Regions from separate parts of the Zea mays genome. Here region 2 is linked to region 1. A link is a contact called in public Hi-C data. All regions are on one chromosome and are shown on one strand. The core of a region is the stretch at or near the end of the contact, and the rest is flanking DNA. Distances in the headings are between cores, read along the strand shown.

Region 1 (7,661 bases), core at 3,075-5,574:
TCTGCATATTTACGACGGCCGTTGGATGGAAAATGGACGGCCAGATTTCGTTTTGTGCATTTGTGCACGGTGTGGCCCTTGTGCACTGGATACGATCCCCTTACACATGACCCTTCTCCCATTAGACAATTTTTTGAGGCCCTGTACGGTCACACGGGTCGCACACCCATAGGCCCGGCCCTGCAATCGAGCTTCTTGTGCAATCGCAATAAAATGAAACTACTAAAAGTACCCAATTTTTTAAAAAAGATTATAGATATACTTTATTATTTACTCTATCAATATTTCAAAATATATCAAAATTGAAGTTCTAGTTTATCGTATGTTAAGCGATAAAAAATAGAAAACTTTATCCAATACGAAGGATTAAAAAATGATAGAATTTTCTCTATTTACATATCTTAATATTGGATGAACTAGATTTTAAATTTTGATGTATTGGGAGAGTAAATAATAAAGTATATATAATTTTTAAAGATGTTTTCATGACTTTTGATTGTTTGACTGCATGATGATTACACGTGAAGCTTAATTGGACAACAATTTTTTTGTTGATAATAAGATCTAAGTTTATTTTATTTTCTCATTTTTGTGATATTTTAGTACTAGTACACAAGGTTGGCCTATAATAAGACCCATGCCATATGGTTTTGAATCTATAACGGGGACTCTAAAAATCTATAACGGGGCGTTTGGATCCCTTCATTTCAGAGGAATTGGAATTCACTCAATAAAATAACTTATTTAGTTTGGAATTTGACATTCCACCGCTTTCTAAAGTTCAGATATAAGTCTATCTCAAATTCATGGGGTAAAGGGTGGGAAATGATTTTATGCATTAGTAGAATTTGTTTCTACTCTGTAACTTACATGACAGTCTTCGTCTGACTCCTCTATAGTAAAAATGTAGCACATAAATATCTCAAACATCTTGTTAATAATAGTATACAATATATTTTGCATAAAACTGAATTAGCTTAATTGATATATACCTAAATTACTATTATTAGAATGGAATTCAATTCCAATGATCCAAACGGGGCGTAAGGTTTTGGTCAGCAGATTGTGCATATGGTTGTACAAAATATTATTTTGCATTTTTAATGTTTCTTGCAGTATTTAAAGAGCGGAGTTTGAAATATGAGTTGAGATAGGTAAGGATGCTAGAGATAGCATAATGTTAAGCTTTTTATGTCATATAGTAATATTTTGTGCCTTCACTTTTCTTCATTCATGTGTTTTATGCTTTCGACACTAATGTGGAAATTTTTTTCACCCAAAGAATAGGTGTTGATAAGGATTTCCATAAAATCACTTGTCAGTATGCAACTCTCCAATGTATGTTTACTGCTTGTTTGGATCAAACTCTTAGCCTTGTATAATTGTGATCCATGTGCAACACTATGTCTCGCGAGCAGAGCATGTTGTTTCTCCGTAGGTGGCACACTCAGTCTATGCCAATGGTTGGGGAGATGCACCTCTCGTTGTTCTCCATCAGAATCCATCCTCTTTGTGTGTGCGTTATGGACTATGTCATACGATCCTAGTGGTTGTACACTGTTGTGGGCATTGGGCCTGCGACGCAGTGCCAGGTCGGACACAAGTATTGTTCATGTGTAGGTACTGTAGCACGTGAATGGTACCAACCAGATTGGATTTATTAGGGTTTCTTAGCTATTAAGGTAAGGTTATCCCTCTATATAAGGATGGGTAGGATGTTATTAGGTTCTGTTTGTAATATCTAGAGCTAATAATTAGCTGCTAGAATTAACTTTAGAGGTTCCAAACACTCCTAACTAATTGTTAGCTAACAAGTAGTTGATTAGCTAGCTTAATCCAACTAACAATTTGTTAACTTAACTATTAGCTCCAGGGGTTCTAAACAGAGCCTTAAAAGGCAAGCAAGAATAATAGATCTAAGTTTACTTAAGGGCCTCCTACAAGAGGGTGAGTACCAGATCTATCTTGCCAAATATTTGTGTTTGTAACAATTTGGTATCATATCCAAATACATGTCCCCACTTAAACTTCTCTTGATCTTTCTCTTGAGGATGAATCCTCTTTCTCCGTGGGATCCGACGCTGCCTTTGGGGGGCATCCGTGGCAGCTTCCTTCTTGTGCCAAACATTGTCCCTTGCGCCATTTATGGATTATCACATGTGCTGAAAACATTGTGAAGAACAAGTCTTGTTTACTCCACTCAGTATACAATCTAGAAGTTAAGGATTCATTTACTTGTACGTAAGAGAAATGACCAAGGAACAGGCTGCTGATCTGATGGCCCCTTTGGACTTGGAGGGGAGTTACAGGCTCAATCCGAGACCACTAAATCAATTAAGCGATCGCACGGGTTCAGCTCTATGACAAGAGTAAAAATCCGAAAAAAGGTGTAGTAAACTTCAGTTCGATCTGTTCTGCAAACTCGGACTACCGAATAATAGTGTGAACCGGCATGAATGATTGTAATGGTTTGTTTAGTCATGAATTGAGCTAAGAAATTGCATTCATGTTGCAATGAGTTATTATATTTGAGCAATCAGTGTTGGCATTTATATTGCTCTACAAAAGATGAGTGACTAGGGTATGTTTGGTTCCAGGAGATAAATCAAACTAACTAAAATTTAGCTCCTCTTTAGAAGCTAAAAGTAACTAAAAACTCTTCCGCTTTAGCTCATGAGGCGCTAAACCATCGAACGTTTGGTATTAAAAAAAAGAGTGAAACAAATAAGGGCCCATCCGGGTTCGAACCGGAGACCTATCGATCTGCAGTCGATTGCTCTACCACTGAGCTATGGACCCATTTGCTGTTTACTTCTGTTTTACTTTTGACAGATCGTTAGTTCCGTATCCTCTAGGCTGATACCACCACCATATGTCCAAAAAGGAGAGCGTACTCCTATGCTATGGTACTAGACTACTAGTAGTAGCAAAACACACGATTACATGCACAAGGCACCAGGCTGATTCAAAACAAATCACTCCAGTCGAGCAGTGCATTCTGTGGTGGAGGAATGGTCTGGACTTGCATTGCAGGCTCGACGGAGGTTAACAACTAACGACACCAGGTCTGGATCTAGCTGAGTGGGTACGCAATACTACCTACTTTATTAACCTCCGTCGTAAAAATAAGGGATCTAAATTTATCGTAAGTCAAATCATGTTCCTACCGATGGTAACTGAGCAATGTTTAGTCGGTCATAATATTGACTGAGTAAACTCTTCACGACAAATAGCGCTTTAATATATTTTAAAATTAAAAGTTTTGCGGTTTAAACACATTGTTGATAGGTATAAACTTAAAAAAGTCGGGACCCATGCCAAAGCGAGATATCCACTCTTCTGGGACCTTTTTTTATTGTTTTCGACGAGGGGACTACATTTATTCATTATTATTATTGACAACCTATGTACATGGAAGAGGCTCAAGGACGCCTCCACTCCACTCCAGTTGCACCGACAAGGGACAAGGCAAGGCAAAACCGTCGCTAGCTACAAGCGAAGTTCACAACCGTGACAGGGATGGGATTACACACGACACGACGAGCAGAGTTGCAAAAGAGAGCAAACGTTCCTCTCCATGCAGAGTAGTACCTAGTACGACGGCGTCTATTTGCATCTACGTGTCATCAGTAGTACAGCATCACAGGATTCACGGGAGCACCGGTCTGATTTTGCGATGATCAATCAGCTCGGATGAGCCTCCTCACCATTCTGGCAAAAACAAAAAAAAACCCGACAAGGGCACGTACATATAAGTGACGAACACGAATATCATAATCCAGCAACGTTCTAGGCAGAATGGAGGATTACGCACGCCTATATATTTACCTTCGTGTCGCCTCTGGCGGCGGCGGCGGCCCTCTTGGCCGCCTCGGCCTTGGCCTTGTCCTCCTTCCTCCTCAGTTTCTCCAGCTTCTCCCGCTCCATCTTCTGCTTTACTCAAACGAATCCCCAATTCGATCAACTCACTCAGTCTAGCAGGACGAAACGCGAAACGATCGCACCCGACCACACATAATCAGTCAGTCAGTACTCAGTAGGCAACCGGTCACCTGTATGTAGACGTTCTCGGCGGCGCGCTCCTCCTCGCTGAGCAGCCTGCCGGAGGCCTTGTCGCTGAAGTAGCGCGACACGCCCTCCATCCTCCTCGCCACGGCCGCCCACGCAGGCCGCTGGGCAGTAACGCTCGCCGCCACGGTCCTTCTTGTAGCCATCCCCGGTCCGGTCGCTTCCGCACCCCACGCTGTTCTCACTTCTTGCCCGGCAAGTAAGCAGGCAGGGTTCGCTTCCTCACCAGGAACACACACGACCGCGTCGACACGTTGCCGGTGACACTAGTAGCGGATCTTTTAAACCGGATCGGTACGCCTTATCTCTATCTTGTACTATAGTATATAGGAGGGAGGGTCTGTCAGTGTCAGGCCGATGCTCCGAACCTGCCAGATTCCCACGTGAGAGGATAAGGATGAGCCGAGCCCGAGAGCGAACACGGTTTTGTGAAACCGCGACGGAAGCACAGGCAGTCAGGCACAGCACTACGCTTGTATTCTTTCCTGTTTCTGGTTCTTTTCTGGCCCAATCAAGCCCATCAAAGCCTTGCATAGCACTGGCCCTGTGGCCCATCAAAGAAGGACTGCCTTATACCAAGACAAGTCAACAACAACAACGGTAGGCCCCAGGGCGGCGCCTTTTTTCTCCTTACAACTGACGGTTTTATTTCTCGGCGACCTCCCCTGCTATATGCATTTGTGCAAGACGTGAAAGCAGCCATCCACGTCCATTAGATGTCAATCCAACGGTATATGTTTATTTTCCGATTTACCCCTCCCTCCCCTCCCATCCTCTCCTATTCTTTTTCTGAACACCCCCTGCCATTTTCTTTCTTCCCTGCCTTTTCCCCCCTACTCTGTGCACACACTCGAGAGTCGAGACTCAGTTGTCACCGCTCCCCGCCGTCCTGCTGATAAGATTGCTCACATCTGCTCCCTCCCCAGACAGCAAGTGAAGAATCAGGTTGTAGAAATTGTATTGGGTTTAGGGTTGGAGCAGGGTGTTTTCAGAAAAAAAAGAATAGGAGAGGGGGAGGGTTAAATCGCGAATTTCTCTGCTTGCTTGAGACCACAGCAGTCGCAAGTCGCAAGTCGCAAGTCCCAACTCAGGTCAGGTGAGGGGTAGGTGAAGTGGGAAGGCGCGCGGAGGGGAGGGGAGGAGAGGAGGATGGCTGCAGCCGCGGGGAGGAAGGTGGCGGTCGCCGCCGTGCAGTTCGCCTGCACCGACGTCGAGGCGGAGAACGTCGCCACCGCCGAGAGGTTTGCTATTGCCCGCCCGCCTGCCCGCCTACATCCCTAAGTTAACACCGCACCTGATTCCCTCTCCCCCCGAGAAGCCGAACTCCTAGCCGTTCAGTCTACTCGCGGTCTCGCAGACGTGCAAGTTTGCTGGAGTTGTGATGTCTAACGCCCTCCTATCATGCTCAGTAGCACGTGGTCCTGGTGTCAGCGGTTGCTGCTAACAAGGGGTTGGTTCGTGATGGTTTATTATACTGATGAAACCTGCACTGGATGCGCACCCCTAGTGCTTGATTTGCACGCTCGAGTTTGCTTTCGGTACCGGTGCCACAAGTAGTTCCTCTCATTGACTTTTGTGTCTTTATTTTTACCATCAAGTATCTATCCTGATAACCGATTTCGTAGTAGCTAGTAGTTATCACGTACGGCCCCTATTATTATCTTCTACATGTAATTCGAATCCGCTATAAAAATTTTAGTACAAAATCACCTCTGATAAAACTATAAAGATCTTATATCATAACTTCCGTGTACCTACACATTGGATCGGACAATCCTGTCGGCTACTTTATTCTCAACTCCATTCTTTTTTCTGTCAGCTACTTTACTCTTGCAGTGAATTATTGAGGCATCTGCTTTGGTGTCTGGATTCGGTTATGTAGCTTGAGATGCTGTGCTTTTGGTTAATACAATTAAGGGCCTGCTTGGGAATGCAGTTTTGAAATAATGTAGTTTTGAGATACCATAGTTTACAATTGTACATGACAAAAATACTACGGTATTACTTTACCACAGTAAAACTATAGTATTGCTCAAAACCGAGATCTGTTTGGTTCTATTGGAAAAACAAAGTATATGTAGAGAGAAAAGAAGAAAACCGAGGTCATGAGTGGAGTTTCAAAAACTCCAAAAATACCATAGTTTTGCGTAAACCATGGTATTTAAAACTGAGTTTTGACTATACAAACCAAACACCTTTTGAGCTCCAATACTATAGTATCATCAAATACCATAGTATTGTTTCAAAACTGCAAAAATACTACGATTCCAAACAGGGCCTAAAGTATGCATTCATGTATTAATCCTTCAATACAGTCTTACATAACCATTTGTATCAGCTACTTAATCCTCATTTATGCATTTCTGACGGCTTCTTGGGGAATCCCAATAACAAGTTAAATGATACTATGTTTCTGCTTGTTCAGCTGTTGGGATTTGGGTTACTTATGGTACAAGCTCTCCTATATTCTAGTACAGTAAAGTAAAAAGTCTGTCTCCAAGCCTGTTTCTGTAGTTGTATGGTCTCCACCGAAAAAACACTGCAGACTTGGTTCCTGTCTACAATTTAGGTCCTGTTTGGGAACAAAGTTTTTGGAAACCACAGTTTTTGAAATACTACAGTATACAGAGAAAACTGAGGTATAAACCTAAGTTTAGAATACTTCAAAAGAACTGCAGTATTTGTAATACTTTAGTTTTGAAAACAGAGATTTAGCTGGCTTGCCAAACACCTTTTGGTATATAATACTACAGTTTTTGAGAATACTGCAGTATTCTTCCAAAACTTTGAAAAAACTTCACTCCCAAACACCCCCTTAGCCAAGTTTTCAAACCGAAGCACATCTTGGTAAATTAGCAACGATATGCTTGATGTGTCAGTTTTCCACCCTCTGCAGTTTTAACTCTTGTGCCACTTTTCTAGGAAAGCTTTGTAGGAAACCCAGTTGGATGCACTATACTTTGTTTTGATTATATATTTTAGTGAAAAACAAAACCCCGAATTCCAAAATTTGTCTTGTCTTCACTCTTCACTTCATTTGCAATTGCAAATTTCTTGCACCCCATGTTGGTGCATCATAACAACAGTATTGTTTATCTTGCTGGATGGAATTTCTTGAACTTACTCTGTTTCTGATTTTCTGTTACTTCCCCTTGCTACTTCATTTCCATACATGTAGCATATTTTGAGTCGTAGCTTTAGTTGAGTGCATTTTTTTGTGACAAAGCTTTTTTATTGTTATGAGCTTGGTGGATGTTCTAAATTTTTATTGTTTCTTTTGATCTAGTACTCGCCATTAGTGTCAATGTGGCGTTCATTTACTTTCACTGCCATTCTCTGCTGGATAGTCAGTCATTAAGTCACAAGTTTTAGAACTTGTTTTGGTCAGTATTACATCATCTTGTGTGTTCAAAATTCAGCAGTTTTAGAACTTTTACAAGATTTAGAATAAGAAATATATTCTGACTACCCTAGGAGATTTAGACATCCACCATTGGAATTATTTTACTTAAAATAACAGGGAATACATGTTTTTCAGTTTTAGCTATCACTCTGTTTTTTTTTTTTTTGCTTAAACATGCTGGAGAGCTACA
Region 2 (7,661 bases), core at 3,448-5,947, 350 kb before region 1:
GCCAAAGATACATACATGTTCAGGCCTCGACAGCCACAATGAACAGACACCGACACTCAAGGTGCCATTACAAACGGAACTCCGGTTCCGTCCCCGCGGGTATGAACAACCTCCACACCGGGGAGCCTGCGGGGCGACAAGCTCCGGGCGACTCGCCAGCGACCTCTGCAGCACCAGCTATGGTGCCAGGACGGACGCGGCCACTGGAAGGCTCTCGTTCGCGTCCCTGCTCAAGGGACGCGAACCAGACATTAAAGCCAAAGAGCCGGAGGCCGGTCCGTAGGCGGCGCTGACGGCCTCGACGGTGGGGAAGCTTCCCCCAGCTGCCACCACGTCAGCACCAACGGCGGCGCCCGCCTCTCCACCAACGCCGCACCGGCGAACGCGGGCCGCTCCAAAGCGCACCGGCAAGTCCTCGCTCCCGCCCTCGCCACGAAAGCGAGGAGGAGGACGGAATGTTGCATCCTAGCTGGGCAGCAACAGTTCGCCTTCCCCGGCATGGCTGGAGGACGCCTCCTCCGCAGAGCTGGAGGATGGTTTCCACCACCAGAAGCTGGAAGAGGAGGTGGCCAGCCGACCCGTGCGGGAGGTAGAGCCCCAGCTCACCTCGCTCTCCGCCCCAGCAAGGATGATGAAGATCCTTGAGGCTGAGGGCGGGACCAAGATCGCAGCCCGGCTTGCTTCTCCCCACCCAGGGGCTGGTGGTCACCGTCTTGGGTGACCACCGGCGAGGGGATGCGGCCGGGCTGCCTGATGAAAATCCTTGAAGCCGAACGATGGCTGAAAGGTACCAACTTCCGCGAAGTTGCGTTCCTCCAACGACAAGGCGGAAGGATCGCGGGTGTTCCCCATCCGGGGGCTCGGAAGGTGGAAAGACGCGATGCATAAGGGAGCGCGAAGACATGGTTGCCTTTCAAGGGGGTCACCCTCCTTTTAAAGGCGACTCTCCCCACTTGCGTCCTCAGCCATCGCGGGCTGAGTCTTCTCCAACACGCTCCAAGGTCCTCCCCCTACGACCCGGGGGCTGGGTCCCACGCGTCATGCAAGCTGGCCTAGGGCAGAAGAAGCCAAACCGCCGCGCGCGGTGCGCGCAACTACCCAGCGGTTACAAGCATTCCTCCACTTTCGCCCAGACCAGCGGGTGAAAGGGCGGACAGCCATGCAGGCGGCATGCCACCGCGCCAAGTGGGCGCACCCCTTCGACTCCAACGCGCCCAGTATGGAGGCCCAGGCCCACACGTCATGCAACCGGCGCGCCGGTTGCTAGGTGCGAGCAACTGCACCGCCACTCACGCCACTACCGCGCCTCCTCGACTGCGGAACCAGTACCGCGACTCGAGGCAACCCTGCGTATGACCCAACAGTGCCAGCCAGGCACATCGGTCACGGGTCAGTCAGCTGCGGGAGAAGGCGCGACGGTCAATACGGCCAAAAATGGGCCGACAGTAATGGCGGAGGCAGGCGGGCGGAAGCAGCAGTCACGTCGTCAGCCAAGCTCACGTCCCATCCAGGGACAGCAAGGGAACCCTCTCTCGCAGCGTGAAGACGGCGCGCCCGTGTTCCGTTCCTCGAATGGCTCGCACGCGCGCAACGACTGCCCCGCGAACCACTCGTCCCGTCGCATTAACTCTGCGGCAGGACAGCGGCACCTTTGGCAGGGGAAGCGGGCGACGCTTCGCCTTCGCCATAATGACCGCGTCAAAAAAGGTGCGCCACGTCATTTCGATTTCGTATCCTTTTCCTTTTCCTCTTTCTCTCTCTTACAACAGGGATCGGGAAAGGGTATACCCCGAAAGGGATCCTTCTCCGCGAAGGAAACGGGCCCCGAGCCCCCCTACTGATCAGAGGTTCGAAGGCCGACCCCTCGGAGGGGTTCAACAGCCGCCTCAGAGCGCTCGGGCTCCGCGCCCACTACTGGTCAGAGGTTCAAAGGCCGCCCCCCCGGAAGGGTTCAACGGCCGCCTCAGGCCACTCGGGCTCCGCGCCCACTACTGATCAGGGGTTCGTAGGCTGGCCCTCGAAGGGTTCACAGCCGCCTTAGACACAGAGCGAGGGATGACCCTGGGTACGTTCGATACATAACCAAGGCTCGGGCTACGCTCCCGAGGTACCCTAGGACATTTCCGAGACCAGCGGGAACGATCTTGTAACGGAATCCCATCAGAGGGAGGCATCGAGCCCTCGGACCCCGTCAAAAGGTGACCGGGTCCGGCAGACCACCCGCAGGTACTTTTGGAGCGCGCCTCCGGGCCTCTAGCCGACCCCTAACAAATGGGGCACGGGCGTCCACTCGGATTACCCGTCAGTAGCTCACTGGAGACACCATGTTCGGCGCCCTCCAAGGGCAACATGGCGCTTTCCCCCCCCCCCTCCTCCTTGAGGAAAGGCGACGCATGGGCGTATGTAAAAAAGTCGAGTCTGTCCTTGACCGTCCTCTCGCTCTGTGCGGAGGCTCGGAGGCTGCTCTCGAAACCCGGCTCCGGCCAAACCGTTGACAGCGTGAACATACCGGCCCGAGAACGTGGGACCCGACCGTGCACCCGGGCTACGGCCAGCTCGCATGAGGGAACAACCAGACCGGCCGAAGCATCGTGAAACACATTAAGACCTCAAAGGAGTCAAACCACTCCTCCGAGGCCTCGGGGGCTACACCCGGCGGGTGCGCTCGCGCGCACTCACCGGAATAAAATGCAACCGAGAAAGGCTGGTCCCCTTGCAAAAAAGTGCGACAAAAGCCTCCAAGCGAGTATTAACACTCCCTTCGAGGCTCGGGGGCTAGTGTCGGGGACCATAATTAGGGGTACCCTCAAGGCTCCTAATCTCAGCTGGTAACCCCCATCGGCACAAAGCTGCAAAGGCCTGATGGGTACAATTAAGTCAGGGCTCGGTCCACTCAAGGAACACGACCTCGCCTCGCCCGAGCCCAGCCTCGGGCAAGGGCAGCCGACCCCGGAGGATTCACGTCTCGCCCGAGGGCCCCCTCAAGCAACGGACACACCTTCGGCTCGCCCGAGGCCCAGTCTTCACCAAGAAGCAACCTTGGCCCGATCGCCACGCCGACCGACCATATCACAGGAGCATTTAATGCAAAGGTGGCCTGACACCTTATCCTGACGCGCGCCTTTTAGCCAACTGAGCCGAAGTGACCGCCGTCACTTCGCCGCTCCACTGACCGGCCTGACAAGAGGACAGCGTCACCCGCGCCGCTCCGACTGCTGTGCCACTCGACAGAGTGAGGCTAACAGCAGCCAAGTCCGGTCTCAGGCGCCATAGGAAGCTCCGCCTCGCCCGACCCAGGGCTCGGACTCGAACTCAGCCCTGGCCTCAGCCGACGGTCTCCGCCTCGCCCGACCCAGGGGCTCGGACTCGACCTCGGCCTCGGAAGACAGACTCGACCTCGGAGGAGCCTCTGCATCGCCTAACCCAGGGCTCGGACCGACCACGTCACAGGAGGGGCCATCATTACCCTACCCCTAGCTGGCTCTGGCTGCGGGGAACAAGACCGGCGTCCCATCTGGCTCGCCCCGGTAAACAAGTAATGATGGCACCCCGCATGCTCCATGACGACGGCGGCTCTCAGCCCTCTTACGGAAGCAAGGAGACGTCAGCAAGGACTCGACAGCCCCGACAGCTGTCCTTCCGCCAGGCTCCAGCGCTCCTCCGACGGCCACGACATCACACGAACAGGGTGCCAAAACCTCTCCGGCTGCCACGACGGCATGTACTTAGGGCACTAGCTCTCCTCCGCTAGACATGTTAGCACACTGCTACACCCCCTATTGTACACCTGGATCCTTTCCTTACGCCTATAAAAGGAAGGTCCAGGGCCCTCTTATAGAGGGTTGGCCGCGCGGGGAAGGACGGGACGACGCTCGCGTAAGCCGCTCGCTCCCTCCCGCGTGGACGCTTGTAACCCCCTACTGCAAGCGCACCCGACCTGGGCGCGGGACAAACACGAAGGCCGTGGGTTTCCCCTTTTACGTCTGTCTCCCTCTGGCTTCTCTCCCCCCTTCGCGCTCCGTCTCGCGCCGACCCATCTGGGCTGGGGCACGCGACGACAATTTACTCGTCGGTCCAGGGACCCCCCGGGTTCGAAACGCCGACACTACTGAAATGATAATTATTTCGAAATATGATAAAATTGTTGTTTGGTGTTGTATGCTAAAATTGTAGTGGGCGGGCGGGTAACGGGTATCCACTGGAGAGCGAATACCCGACGGGTACGGGTATGGATACAAATCCATACCCACAAACGTTTATGGGTACGGGTATGGGTATGGGTTGAGTTTTGTCTCGCGGGTATGGATTCGCGAACTATATATCCGTGTACTACCCGTCCAATTGACATCCCTATCTACTACGAGCACCCTGGTGCAAGGTAATATAAGCCTCATTCCCTCTCTTGTGTTCCATCTTGCATCAACCCATCTGGGCAGGGGCACACAGCAATAAATTCACTGGTCGGTTGACGGTTCTCGCGGGTCCGAAACGCCGACAAAAATATAATTTATTTTAGACTAATTATATATTTATTAAGTAACATATGAATGTACATATGTAGTTTTTATGCATGTCTATATTCATCGTTATTTGAATGAATATAGATAAAAAAAATAAACTAAAAATAACTATATTTTAACACGAGGTAAGTATATCTATGTGGGCAAACTTTCAATCTTCCACCCACACCCTGCAGCGCGTCAACGAAGGAAATCCCGATGCCGCTGCCCGCTGTCGCGAGATGCTTCGGCTTTCCACATTTGTCATGTACCCGCGGTAACGCAGTAACGGCGTAGGGCGTAACGTCCCCTCCCCCGTGAACGGTGTACCCGACCCTCTTCGCCGGCCGTCGCCTATCCAAATCCGTCACGGACGCTTCCACGCGACCAAGCAGCCACGCGGCGCTGGTCTGGCCGGCCATGTCCTGCCTCGCGGCGCCGCCGGCTGCACCGCCAAAGGCGGGGGAGCGCATGCTCCGCGCCGCCGCTCCTTTGCGCTCGCCTTCGCCGTGCCGGGGCCTGCATTACGCGGTGCGGGGGACTGGAGGGCGAGAAGCCGGGTGCGGCCGGCGGCAGCTGGCGCTGCTGCGGTGCTCCCCAGCTGGCGAGTCCAGGGCGTCCGGGGACGGCGGCCTTTCCAGGTTGCTTCACCTTAATTCGCTGTCGAAATCCCCCTTTTTTCAGTTACAAAATGGTTCGAGAGACGGGGTTGTTGTTGAGCTTTGAGTTATCGTTTGGTGGCAGCGGCGGCGGTAGCGTTAGCATCCACTCGTGAAGTTTAAGACTTTTTGCACAACAAGCTGCTTACTAGGAAGATATAAGGGTTGTTTGGTTTCTAAGGACTAATGTTTAGTCCCTACATTTTATTTTATATTAATTCAAAAATTACCGAATATAGAAACTAAAACTTTATTTTAGTTTCTATATTTAGCAATTTATAGACTAAAAAGGAATAAAATGAAGGGATTAAACATTAGTCCCTAGAAACCAAACACCCCCATAGTCCCAGTTTAGCTTACAGCATATCCAATTCTAATGGACATTTGCTAGGGACATCTTCCCAAGATATTTCGATTCCGAGCCTCCTGCTCTAGTTCTAAAAGTAGAGCTTACACCTTAGAGGGAAGATCGCATCAAAGATCCAGCGAGATATATTCATATCATATATTAGAAATATATCATAAAGAAGATATTTATATACCAGATCAAACTGATAGATCTGTACTACATTATTAACCTTGTAGTGGAGGAGTATTAAAAAGCAAAAGCTAACAATCCTAATTGGTGTGCTAGTAGATTAAGCTTCAATATCTTTCTATGGGAGCTTAGTTGAACAATAAGTATGCTAATCCGTTCTGGCTCAGCCTTACAGGATCATTCATGTTTCTTTTCTACAGCTTCTGTATAATTGAAGGTCCAGAGACGATCGAGGACTTTGCTCAAATGCAATCGCAGGAGATTGAAGACAACATCATGAGCCGACGCAACAAAATTTTCCTTCTGATGGAAGAGGTTTTCAGTTTTGAACACTGTGTGTTTCATTTGTCCAGTTCTAGCTATCTATTTGTAGCTTTGCTAAGACACCATGGTGAAGTTTTCTGTATGGAAAATTTAATCAGGTTAGACGGTTGCGAGTGCAGCAGCGTATCCGAACTTCTGAAAGCAAAGATGCCAACACTGAAGGAAATGAAATGCCTGAGATTCCATCAACTATTCCATTTATGCCTGATGCGGTGACCAACAGCACTCATCTATTTTTTGAGAAATTATCACATTATCATCTGTGGTTCTTCTAGCTTCTATTAACTTGTCCTTTTGTTTCCCCAAAACAGTCACCAAAGACTATGAAGCAACTCTATATGACATCGTTCTCTGTCATATCTGGGATAATCATTTTTGGAGGCTTGATAGCCCCAGTAGTAAGTACATGTGTCACTTTGTGGTTGCACCTCCCTATTATTTTTACCAGAATCTCTTATCAGTATTAGGTCATATATTAGGTTTTCCTAAAGAGATGCCTTTTGATGCAGCTTGAACTGAAACTAGGGCTGGGTGGCACATCTTATGAAGATTTTATAAGGACCTTGCACTTACCTCTTCAATTGAGGTGCTTTGAAGAACCTATCTCTTATAGTGAATTAATGTGGCAGTACTTAGAAAACTGTTTGATACATTTTTGTTGGCTGTGCTGTTCAGTCAGGTAGATCCTATAGTGGCATCATTTTCAGGTGGCGCAGTTGGTGTTATCTCAGCTTTAATGTTGGTCGAAGTGAGAAATGTCAGGCAGCAAGAGAAGAAAAGATGCACATATTGCCATGGGACTGGTACAAACAAAATACTTTTCACTACCTGATCCAAACATACCTAGCCTGAGCCTTACATTTACTCTCATGACTGATCGTGCTTCTGCGATATAGGGTACTTGCCATGTGCTCGCTGTTCTGCTAGTGGGATGTTATTGAACACAAAGCAGTTTTCATTATTGGGGCATAATATGTGGTCAATGAAAGGAAGGTGTCAGAATTGTTCTGGAGCTGGAAAGGTATTCTGTATATTGCCTTTGTGTTTCACAATAGTCAGTTTGATCCATTCTAGAAGATTTGAACAATAGAAAAGGTTTATCATACTTGGCGTACCGCCTTTAGGTTAAATGATGAGGTGATACCGCAGATCAAATACGTCTTAATGTTTAAATTCAATGCTGCACTCAGATAGTCTGAATCTTGATCGAACTAAAAAGTGTTGCATGGAGTTTTTATGGTAGTGCATATTGAAATTCCTGGTTGCAGATTAGGAAGAGCAATCCATATCATCTTCCTCTAGTTACATGTTTGCCTCCATAAAGTATGGATTTACTTTATTGTTTCATCTCCATGTTTCCCAGGTGATGTGTCCGACGTGCTTGTGCACAGGAATGGCGATGGCAAGTGAGCATGATCCACGGATTGACCCTTTTGATTAGTTTGATATGACAATACGCTTTTTGTCTGTTTCGTGGAAAATATGTTGCCGATAACAGCAATAAACTCATGTTTGTATGTACGTTATGTTTGTTACTACGTGATCACTTGAGAGGAGTTGAGTGCAACCCTTGTCCAAAAGAGGACACTACAAATGTAGGCTTGTCTGAACCACAGAATAAAAATCGTCTGTCTCACCCGT

Evidence for each region. A called contact is a pair of places that touch in the nucleus more often than the background predicts.
Region 2: a contact with region 1 is called in a Hi-C map of bundle sheath, with 2.6 times the contacts expected there. The contact joins the promoter of LOC100275820 here to the promoter of LOC100282243 in region 1. A contact is called at or near these places in 4 of 25 Hi-C or Micro-C datasets (bundle sheath, endosperm, leaf and 1 more).

What each region holds. Positions count from the first base shown.
Region 1 is chr5:172,536,223-172,543,883 of Zm-B73-REFERENCE-NAM-5.0, reverse strand. It overlaps LOC100282243 (ATPase inhibitor), which reads right to left and starts at 4,324. Exons shown (of 3, transcript NM_001155155.2): 1 at 4,053-4,324; 2 at 3,829-3,930; 3 at 3,348-3,711. The coding sequence starts at 4,214. The coding sequence ends at 3,685. It overlaps LOC100282130, which reads left to right and starts at 4,973. Exons shown (of 9, transcript NM_001368938.1): 1 at 4,973-5,309. The coding sequence starts at 5,218. It overlaps TRNAC-GCA (transfer RNA cysteine (anticodon GCA)), which reads right to left and starts at 2,799; the gene lies at 2,728-2,799.
Region 2 is chr5:172,884,524-172,892,184 of Zm-B73-REFERENCE-NAM-5.0, reverse strand. It overlaps LOC100275820, which reads left to right and starts at 4,697. Exons shown (of 8, transcript NM_001149814.3): 1 at 4,697-5,140; 2 at 5,897-6,011; 3 at 6,119-6,232; 4 at 6,332-6,418; 5 at 6,530-6,606; 6 at 6,696-6,823; 7 at 6,917-7,041; 8 at 7,384-7,661. The coding sequence starts at 4,920. The coding sequence ends at 7,461.